Regions from separate parts of the Sus scrofa genome. Here region 2 is linked to region 1. A link is a contact called in public HiChIP or PLAC-seq data. All regions are on one chromosome and are shown on one strand. Each heading gives the region's core, a stretch centred on a gene start, on an enhancer-like site or on the middle of the called end of the contact. The rest is flanking DNA. Distances are from core to core; before and after follow the strand shown. Region 1 overlaps ZFAND3 (AN1-type zinc finger protein 3). Region 2 overlaps ZFAND3 (AN1-type zinc finger protein 3).

Region 1 (5,340 bases), core at 2,078-4,577:
CTAAGAGAGTAGACTTAAAAGTTCTCATCACAAAGAAGAGAGTGTGGAGTTCCCGTCGTGGCACAGCGGAAATGAATCCAACTAGGAACCATGAGGTTTGGGGTTTGATCCCTGGCCTCTCTCAGTGGGTGAAGGATCCAGTGTTGCTGTGGCTATCTATGGTGTAGGCCAGCAGCTGCAGCTGCGATTTGACCCCTAGCCTGGGAACCTCCACATGCCGAAGGTGCAGGCCCCCCCCCCAAAAAAAATAAATAAAAATAAAAAATAAAAACAATAGGGAAGCAAGCATTTAAAAAAAAATGTAACTATGTTTGGTGATGGAGGTAAATTTATTGTAATGATTGTTTCAAACATATCATTATGTTGTATAACTAAAATAAATAAAATATTTGTTATATGACAATTATATCTCAGTTTCTTTTAAAGGCTATTCAACACAGACATAATATACTTGATAATCTGCTATGTCCTTTCCTCCTAATCATTCTTCATTGTGTCCTACAGAAGATGAATCTTGCAAGGAAATCTATAAGCCTTCCCATGTAGAATTATGGTAACTACTTAAGAGTTCTCATATTTAATTAAGAAACCATTATTTTGCTTGTCTTAGATCCCCAGACAAGCGTGCAATTATGGAGAAGGTTATCTGGCAAAAACATAAAGGGAAATTGCCTATATATGTGAATGTGAAAAAGAAATCATGCAGATAGATTCAGGCCTCAAAGCTAAAGCCCTTTAGCTTTAATTTTTTATTTAAATTCAAAAACAGAACTTTTTAAGTTGTCACTAATCTTAAAATTGATCAAGTTATGTCTTATAAACCACACACACCTAGTAAATATTTTCCCTTAAATGATCTGCTGGGAAAGAATAAATGTCTCTAACTTAGCCCCCAGTATAGAGAATGTCCTGTACTTATGCAGCCTGGTGTATGCCATTGATCTAATCCATCCACCCATTACAGACAAAAACAATTTAATCAGACAGGAGTCAGCAAATGGTCCAAATGCCAGTTGTCCTGGACTTTTTTGGTTTGTCTCCCAGAATAGATGGATGCCTAGACCTAGTTAGGCAATTATTATAATCAAATACATAAGCACCCATGAAAATATGTTTGAGAAATTATTTTGGTTAAACTAGATGAAAAAGCTTTGAAAACTAAAACTTTTCAGTAACACGAAACAGGTCATTGTTAAAAAGACAAAGAAATGAAAGTATGGCTTAAAGAATAAAATTAAGCTCACATAAAATTTTCTTAGAGCATAACCTTCTCGAGTGCATTTTTTAAAAAAAGAACACTGAGGTCAGATGCAGACTGACAGCAAACAGTGCTATGTATCAGTTATCCCATTTCTACCAGTGCCCTGGTGGGGACAGGGTGCGCAGAGCAGAACATACACGTATTTTCCCTACTACCAATAGGTCAATAAAATTTTAGCGAGCACTAAAAACAACCAAGTTTTAGAATAAAGCTCCAGTTAGCCATATTTACATTAATTCCCAATAAGTGCATTTTGGAATATGAAAATCACACATCACAATACCTATGCTCCATGGTCCTATCCAACTTCAGTTACAGCCAGAGAAGCATAGGCTTCATCTGCACTCAGATATATGCAAGATAAATCCTAGAACTTTCATGACTGGCAGATGGAAATGCTAACAATATTTTAACCCCTATAAGCCTTTCTTACTTTTATCTGTGAAAGAGAGTCACACCACACCAGAGGATTAATTTAAGAATTAAATCGACTAAGTGTGTAAAGCTCCAGGACAGTGCTTTTCACTGTACCCTAAATAAATTACACTAATATCCTACTCATGCCTTTTACCATGCTGTTCCCTGGAATGCCTGTCCGTCACATCCTCCACTTCTGCCTACCTGAACTACATCCATTCCTCAGAGTCTTGTAAGCACTCTGATGCCTGTCTTTATCTTTAACACCACAATGGGCTTCATCATCTTTAACATTCAAATGTGTTTAATATCCCATAGCATTCATCACACTATTTAATGACACACTGGCATTTAATATTTTCATTGGCAGAGAGTTTAGATCTTAGGAGTGAAGTAGCCCTAAGCCTTCATGGAGTATCACCTCATCCTTCTGTGTTCACCTCAACACCTATCAGGGCTTTACAGAAACTAAGCGACATTCAATAAATAAATGCCGTAAGAATGAATGACCAAATAAAGGCACACAAACCACAAGTTATTTTTGGTTGAAAAAAGTAGCTTAAAGGAGTTCCCGTTGTGGCACAGCGGAAACGAATCCGACTAGGAACCATGAGATTGTGGGATCAATCCCTGGCCTCAATGGGTTAAGGATCTGGCGTAGCTATAGCTGTGGTGTAGGCCAATGGTGGCTTTTTAGAACACAGGAGAGTAAACTTATAACACATGCTATAACTAAATCTAAGTTTACCTTTTTTCAAAAAATGCTAAATGAATATCCTCTGAGCACTAAATACCACTGTAAACAAGTCACAAAAAAGGAAAGACATAATGCATCAATTCCTTACTCGAATGACACCTCCTATAACATCAGCCACTTCTACAAAGAATATAAAATTTGACAGATACTCTCAGCTCAGAATTAGTATTCTTTTCCTTAATTCATTGTATTTCTAAAGAGTCAGCCAGCAGGGGGAGTGCAAGATCATTAACACTGTAGTCAAGTAATACAGCTAACAAATTTTTGAAATTTGGGAAATTTTTTAAAGTTAATCTTCATGGCGCAGTGGAAACGAATCAGACTAGGAACCATGAGGTTTCGGTTTCAATCCCTGGTCTCGCTCCGTGGGTCAAGGATCTGGCGTTGCCGTGAGCTGTGGTGTAAGTCACAGACACGGCTCATATCCTGCATTGCTGTGGCTATGGAGTAGGCCAGTGGCTACAGCTCAGATTGGACCCTAGCCTGGGAACCTCCATATGCCTCGGGTGAGGCCCTAAAAAGCAAAAAAAAAAAAAAATTCAAATGACTATGGAGAAAAGTTGCTACTTTCTAAAATATTACCCAAACTAACTGAAGTACAAGGCCAGTCTCATAATCCCAGGAGCCCACTCATCAATTTAGTCTTCATGTATTATTCACCCCAAAGCCTTACCTGCTGGTCTCCAGGCTGCTGCTATCATGACCCTCCCCAAAAAGCAAACCTCATTTTCAGTCTGTGACCATAAGGTTCATCAGAAAATAGTTATTAGGGCCCTGGAAATTATGTGTATCTGAGACACAGTTTAAGGAGCAGCACAGTCTCTGCTGATAACTGCAGACAGGCATAGTTATGAATCCTAACTATGGGGGGAGGACCAACAATAGGAAATACTGAAAGTTCAAATTGCCAAACACAGATTACTCAGATAAAATCTGCACTAAGCAAAAAGCGAGTCATGACTGTCTTCATGAAAAAGGTCTGAAACAAATAGAAACTAAATATAAAACCCAAATTTTCTCTTTTCTGCTTAAAAAGTTCTCCCATACACATTACCATACTTGATTCCTAAAACTACCTTTCTGAAATGCAGGAAATATGCTTATTTTACAGTTAAGAGAATTAAGGTGTGAAGAGGTGGTCTTATTCAAGATAACAAAGCTAACAAGTGGTGGGGACAAGATGTTAACTTAGGCTTTCTGGTTCCAAGGGCAATGCGCTCTGCATCACAACATGATGTCTCCTTAAGTAAAGGCTAGAACATGTGTATTGGAAATTTGGTTAACGTGCTCCCACAGACACACAAATTACTGTTCAATAACAGATACATGATCAATTATGTCAACACATGGACAACCTAGAAGAAATGGATAAATTCCTAAAACATACAACCTATCAAAACTAAGAAATTAAGTTGAGAAACTGAGGTAGAAAAAAACCTAAACATGGAGCTACCATTGCGGATCAGTGGTTAATGAACCCAACTAGTAATCATGAGGTTGCAGGTTCGATCTCTGGCCTCGCTCAGCGGGTTAAGGATACGGCATTGCCGTGAACTGTGATGCAGGTCACAGACACAGCTTGGATCTTGCGTTGCTGTGGCTGTGGTGTAGGCCGGCAGCTACAGCTCTGATTTGACCCCTACCCTGGGAACCTCCATATGCCAAGGGGGCATCCCTAAAAAAAAAAAAGACAACAAAACAAAACAAAAAAACCTGAACAAACCAATTATTAGTAAAGAGACTTATTCAAGAATCAAAATCTTCCCAACGAACCAAAGTCCAGGCATAGATGGCTTCACTTGTAAATTCCATCAAGCATTTAAAGAAGAATTAATACCAATCCTTCTCAGACTCCAAAAAAATTGAAGAGGGAACATTTCCAAACTCATTTTATGAGGCCAGCATCATCTGACACCAAAACCAGGTGAGGAAACTACAAAAAAACTAACAATCAATATCCCTAATGAACATATATACAAAAATCCTCCAAAAAAAAAATTAGCAAACTGAATTCAACAATATTATTAAAAGGGGAGTTCCTGTTGTGGCGCAGTGGTTAACAATCTGACTAGGGACCATGAGGTTGCGGGTTTGGTCCCTGCCCTTGCTCAGTGGGTTAACGATCTGGCGTTGCCGTGAGCTGTGGTATAGGTTGCAGACTCGGCTCGGATCCCGCGTTGCTGTGGCTCTGGCGTAGGCCGGAGCTGCAGCTCCGATTAGACCCCTAGCCTGGGAACCTCCATATGCCATGGGAGCGGCCCAAGAAATAGCAATAAAGACAAAAAAAAAACAAAACATTATTATTAAAAGGATCATACCTCATGATCAAGTGGGATTTTTTTAAGGGATTCAAGGATGGTTCAAAATCTGCTAAATAATGTGATACAAAACAATAAAAAAATGGATAAAAATCATATGATAATCTCAATAGATGCAGAAAATCAACTCAAAATGGATTAAAAACTTGAACGTAGGATCTGAAACCATAAAACTCCTAAAAGAAAACACAAGGGGTAAGCTCTTTGACGTCAGTTTCAGCAACATCATTTTGGATTTGACACCAAAAGCAAAGACAACAAAAGCAAAAATAAGTGGGACTACACCAAACTAAAAAACATCTGCACTGCAAAAGAAATAAACCATCCAAAAAAATGAACAGACAACTTACAAATGGGAGAAAATATTTGCAAATCATATATCTAATAAAGGGTTACTATCCAAACTATATAAAGAACTCATAACTCAACAGCAAAAAAAAAAAAAAAAAAAAAAATCCAATTAAAAAATGAGCAGAATTAAAAAGACCTTTTTCCAAAGAAGACACATAAATGCCCAAAAGGTACATAAAAAGGTGCTCAACATCACTAATTACTAGGGAAATGCAATCAATGCACCATCACTTCAC
Region 2 (5,390 bases), core at 1,301-3,800, 120 kb before region 1:
CCCTTGACTTCATCTCCTACTACTCACTGTTTGCTCTCTCTGCTGCAGTCACTGGCTCCCTTGTTGTTCTGAAACATCAAGAATACTTCTGCCTCTGGATCTCTGCCGTTATGTTCTCTCTGCCTGGGTTGCTCATCTCCTAGGTATCTACATGGCTAGCTACTTCACATCCTTCAGATTTTTATTTAAAAGGTCTTCTCTGGTCACTGTATCTAAAATTTTACTCTCCAAACCCTGACACTTCATATCCTGCTTTAAAGGCATCCTTTCATTGACTCATAGCAACCAAAGATGCTAATGAAGTTTGGCTATCTCAATCTCCTTAAGTAGGGAAGTTGGTGTGAAATTTCTTTTGGAAGAATTTTCTTAATCTGTTAAGAAGTTTTAGTTTGAATGGGGTCTTATCTCATTTATCTTATCTGCTGCAAATCCACTGAATTTGAGAATCTCAGTCTTTAACACCGGAAATTCTCTTTCATTATTACTTTGACCCCCTCCCATTTTTCCCTGCTTTCTCATTTTGGGACTCTTGTTAGACAGATTTTCTGAGGGATTTTTTTTTTTTTTTTGCTTTCTGGGGCTGCACCTGAAACATATGGAAGTTCCCAGGCTGGGGTCCAATCAGAGCTACAGCTGCCAGCCTACACCACAGCCACAGCAACGCAGGATCTGAGCCACATCCTTGACATACAATGCAGCTCATGGCAGTACCAGATCTTTAACCCACTGAACACGAGGCCAGGGATTAAACCCACATCTTCATGGGTACTAGTCAGGCTCATTACCACTAAGCCACAATGGGAATGCCCAAAAATAATTTTTAATGTAGACTCTTATACTCAGTCAAATAAATAGCATTCACACCAAAGAGCAAAATACTAACATGGCTCTCAAATTTACCACATGGATATAAGGATACCAGAGCACGCTCTCCAACAACAAAAAAGTGATCCTCATCGGTAGGAAGAAGAGAAAAGGTTGTAAGTAAAAAAAGAAAAAAGTTAAACGTACGGTTATGTATAAACAGATCACTACTTTTGTTGCTTTTAACCAAGCAAACAGCTAACTCCAAAGAAACATGATTATCAAACTTAGGTGCCCTTATCCAGTAGGACAGCATCTCAAACTTCACATGTCCAAAACTCAATTCTTCATTTTCCCAACAAAACTGCTTCTCTGGCAGCCTTCTTCATTTTAGTAAAAGGCAATTCCATCTTTCTAGCTGCTTAAGCCAAAATTTTGTAATCATCTTTAACTGTATCAAAAAAATCCTGTCAAATCTATCTTCAAAGTATATCCAAACTACTAACAATTCTGTTCAACTCCACAGCCCTGGTCCACACCGTCATGACCACAAACTTGAATTACTGTAATATTCCATACTCTTTTACTTTACATAATAGTGTATCCTCCTTTGCCCCCACATAGCAGCCCAAGTAAACCTTTTAAAACTAAGTATAATCATATCACTCCTCTGACATGATCAAACAAACCCGACTCTACACTGACTTCCCATCTTAACCAGAGTAAAAAGCATACAAGAGCCTCAATGACTCAAGCTTATTATCTCACGCTCCAGCTTTTACTAGTATTTAACTCTGCACCAACCAACAGTGGCATTTTTGCTATTCCTGGAACACATCTTGAACACTCTCCCAACCGGCCCCAGGACCTTAACACTTGCTGTCACCTCTGCCTGGATACTTTTCCCTTAGTTAACCACATGGCTAGGTCTTTACCTACTGACCTTCCCTACAAAAACTAGGAAGCTCATATATGTATACACCCTTTTCCCTAGGGCCTCCATCCCCTTAACTATTCTTTTTCCCAGAGCACTCATCATCATCTGACATACTACATATTTTTATATTGATCTCTCCTCCTACAAGAATTTAGGGTCCCTGATGGTACAGGATTTAGCAGCTTCATTTTCTGCTATGTTCCCAGTGCTAGTGTAGTGTCCAATATGCGTTAGGTGTTCAGTTAAATATTTGTGGAACAAATAAAAACTGGACACTTAAAAAGTATGCAGCCTTCTTACTGCTCTATTTCTAGAGCCTAAGAGTCCCTGACATAGAGCATACACAGTAAATGCTGGAGAGAGGGAGGGGAGAAAAGGGAAGAGCTAATAGTCTACATTAAGGCCACATCTTTAAATGAGCATGAAGAACAAAAGGAGTTGTTAGAAGAAATATGAAAACAAATGTCAAATATTTATTTTATCTCAGGATAGGGGCTGGCTTCAAAAGAGACATGGAGCTAATAAGAAAAACATTTAGAAAATATTTTAATTTTGCAAAACAAAATAAAGAAATCCAATAAGCTTATCATTAGAAACTGAATTGAGAGAAAGTGAACAGCTTGAATATGGGGGGGGGGAATAATGAGGAATGTCAGGAATGGAGAGACGAAATGAGAAAATAAACAAATTTCAGAGCAGTGACATTTCCGGAAGAGGGGTGAGGGGGACAGGAAAGAGTTTGCAACAGATGAAGCAAGAAAGCACTGCAAGGACAAATTCTGGCAGGAATAGCAAGTATAAAGGTCAAACTGGAGCTACATATTGAGACCACGTATTTACACAGCTTACTGGGAAAGTAGCATTAAAGTTCAGACCCAGTGATACAGAAAGAATCCTATGTGCTTCTGTGGTTATCAGGAAAAAGCATTAATCACACAGTCCAATGGGGTAATAACGCAGCTGTGTGAGGGCAAAGATAACATTACTATGGGAACTTTGCTTCATTTTTTTCAACTTTTTTTTTACAAAATTACTATTTTACTTCTAATGTACCATTTAAAACTTTTACCAAAAAAAAATTAACTTACACAGTATTTTCTCTCAACTCCAACAACATTAACAACCAGTTTTCAAAACATGTTCTATGGGGACAAAAATATGCAAATAATTAGAACAGTTCTAGATTTGCCTGAGAAACTCAGAATTTCTTCCCAGGAAATACTAATGAATCTATCAGAAACCACTATTTTTAAGATGTTTCATTTTGAAAGTCCAATAGTAGTAATACTCCTTTTTAAAGAAAGAGCAGCTGAGACCAAGCAAATCATGATCTGGGTCATTAGATCCACACCCGTTTCCAGTGAGAAGAGTCACAATGTCACCAATCTGGCTCTTCTCTCCTCTCCTCTTAATCCCAATTGGACTACATGCAGGCAAATGGCCTCAGAAGTCTTGCACCAGACAGGAGTGTCCACAAAGGGGTTAAGATTTATATCCAATACAATTGCGGCTGGGCCAAGGTAGTTACAGGTTGCAAAAATCCTGCAGGTAACTCTGAATTACTGTTTGACAGCAGTCAATTACTGCACTGAGAATGCTTAAGATTTTTTTAGGTATAGGTTAGGTATATAGCCCCAATACCACACACAAATACAACTACCTTCATTTTTTTTTTTCCTCAGAAGGATGCACTTCAGAATATTTTAAATTTCTATGAAGTGAATTCTGTTTTTTCTACTAACTTTCCCACTTGCTTGTAAATTTTAAGGCAATAAAGTTTCCAATTAAAGGAATGCTAAATGTTGTTACTGGGGGGACTTCTACAGCCAATTCAAAACTCTGAACCATTCTTTCAAATCCTAAAAACTAATTCCTCTGAACCTCACCACCTGTAAACCTCTGACTCCTTATATGACAACTGAATTTTCCTCATGCTCAGACATTTGCTGGCTATTCACCTCAAGTCTCCTCCTTTGTTCTGAGTATTTGCAGTATCTCCTAGAACTGCAGTTAAATTTCAAACTTTGCCAGCAGGTACTATAATCTTACTCAAAGTAAAACCCTACTCCAATCTAAATTCTTGAATTTTTATCAAGGCCCTTGGGTCTCTGAGATCAATCACTGACCTACATTCAGGAGCAAGTTTTAAAACTGATAAATCACAGCCTATCTGAGTGAGATCACATGCTAATTAATCATCTTTGTATTCCCCATGCCTGGAACATTTAATAAGCTTTCTGAAAATTTTTTCCTTGACATAGCTATGGCTTAGGCTTCTTTACAACATGTTGAGTATGAAACAAAGTCTGCCTTTAAAAATATAGTAAAAGGGAGTTCCCATTGTGGCGCAGTGGTTAATGAATCCAACTAGGAACCATGAGGTTGAAGGTTTGATCCCTGCCCTTGCTCGGTGGGTTAACGATCCGGCGTTGCCATGAGCTGTGGTGTAGGTCGCAGACAGGGCTCGGATTCTGCGTTGCTGTGGCTCTGGCTTAGGTCGGCGGCCGCAGCTCCAATTCGACCCCTAGCCTGGGAACCTCCATATACTGCTGGAGTGGCCCAAGAAATGGTAAAAAGACCAAAAAAAAAAAAAAAAAAAAAAAGGAATTCATTACATTTAATATATATATATATGTTTATAGTAAAGGAACAAATAATGAAAAAAAAATCCACCTTTCTGGTTAAGTGTGAATGGTTAAATATTACAGCACTCCTTTTTCAGAGATTCACCTCTTGCTCTAATGATTAAACTTTTCTGGATGGAAAGATTAAATTATTTGCCAAAATGCTATTTGAAAAAAAAAAAGCTAGATCAGAGCAAAGCTGGACAGAGGATTCAGGGGGGTTTACTAATTTAAAAACACTTATTTGTAGCCACCAAACTAAGAATAAAAAACCTAACACTGGGGGCTAGTCACTATTTGCCATTTAAGGAAATTGGTGGAGTTACTTCTTCACTCCCCAAAGAAAACATTTACGTGCAGGTGGTACTGGCAGCAGCTTCCTAAGCCTAACTTTTGGTGCCAATTATAATGACATTCAATCATTGCTACCATCCCCAAGTCTGCTTAAATCCTCTCCTAGAAGTAGCTGATTAATCTCATCAAAGTCCAGTCACTTAAGGGCACAGGTTACAAACTCAAATACCTGGGCAGGTAATTTAAGTGAGTAAAAGTGAGGTTCAGAACAATAGGCAGTATGATTCTGCGGCAACCTCAAGAAAGTCTCCCAGTCTAAAGGGGCAACATTTAATCAACTCCAGCAAAGGAAGCACTGAGAAATTAAAAGAGGAAACAAAAATACTACATTTTGTATAGAGAAAACATTCAAAATTTACATGAAAACTCCTTACGTTTTAAAATACTACAGGCCAGATAAAACACATCTGCAGACATCTCTACTTTGTGTTTCCTGTTAAAAAATACAAATGTGCCTCAGAGAGCTGGTTATCATTTTCAGTCTAAGGATATCATATCAGCACAAAGCATAGCACAGTAGATATTCAATAAAAACTTGTTAGATGGGTGGCTAGATCTGAAATTAAAAGGTAGTTCAAGTGTTAAAAGAAACCAGAAGAATAAAAGGCAAATTTCACATGAGTATCACAATTTCACACTTTAATTTTCAAAGTTAAAAAAAAAAAATCAGT

The links. HiChIP or PLAC-seq counts read pairs in DNA pulled down with a chosen protein or histone mark.
Region 2: an H3K27ac HiChIP or PLAC-seq map of alveolar macrophages shows a contact between it and region 1. The contact joins two enhancer-like sites. A contact is called at or near these places in 2 of 47 Hi-C or Micro-C datasets (liver and skeletal muscle) and 1 of 2 datasets of contacts at active chromatin or transcription factors (alveolar macrophages).

Annotation. Positions count from the first base shown.
Region 1 is chr7:33,431,443-33,436,782 of Sscrofa11.1, reverse strand. The region is part of intron 2 of ZFAND3 (AN1-type zinc finger protein 3); the gene reads right to left. Among named protein-coding and RNA genes, the nearest start is that of ZFAND3, 56 kb to the right of the region's middle. Within about 2 kb of position 3,327, at least 3 of the 83 cell types and tissues checked have an H3K27ac peak or open chromatin away from gene starts, as enhancers often do. A contact at or near this core is called in alveolar macrophages, where this site is marked.
Region 2 is chr7:33,548,786-33,554,175 of Sscrofa11.1, reverse strand. All of the region lies in intron 3 of ZFAND3 (AN1-type zinc finger protein 3), which reads right to left. Among named protein-coding and RNA genes, the nearest start is that of ZFAND3, 170 kb to the right of the region's middle. Within about 2 kb of position 2,550, at least 12 of the 83 cell types and tissues checked have an H3K27ac peak or open chromatin away from gene starts, as enhancers often do. A contact at or near this core is called in alveolar macrophages, where this site is marked.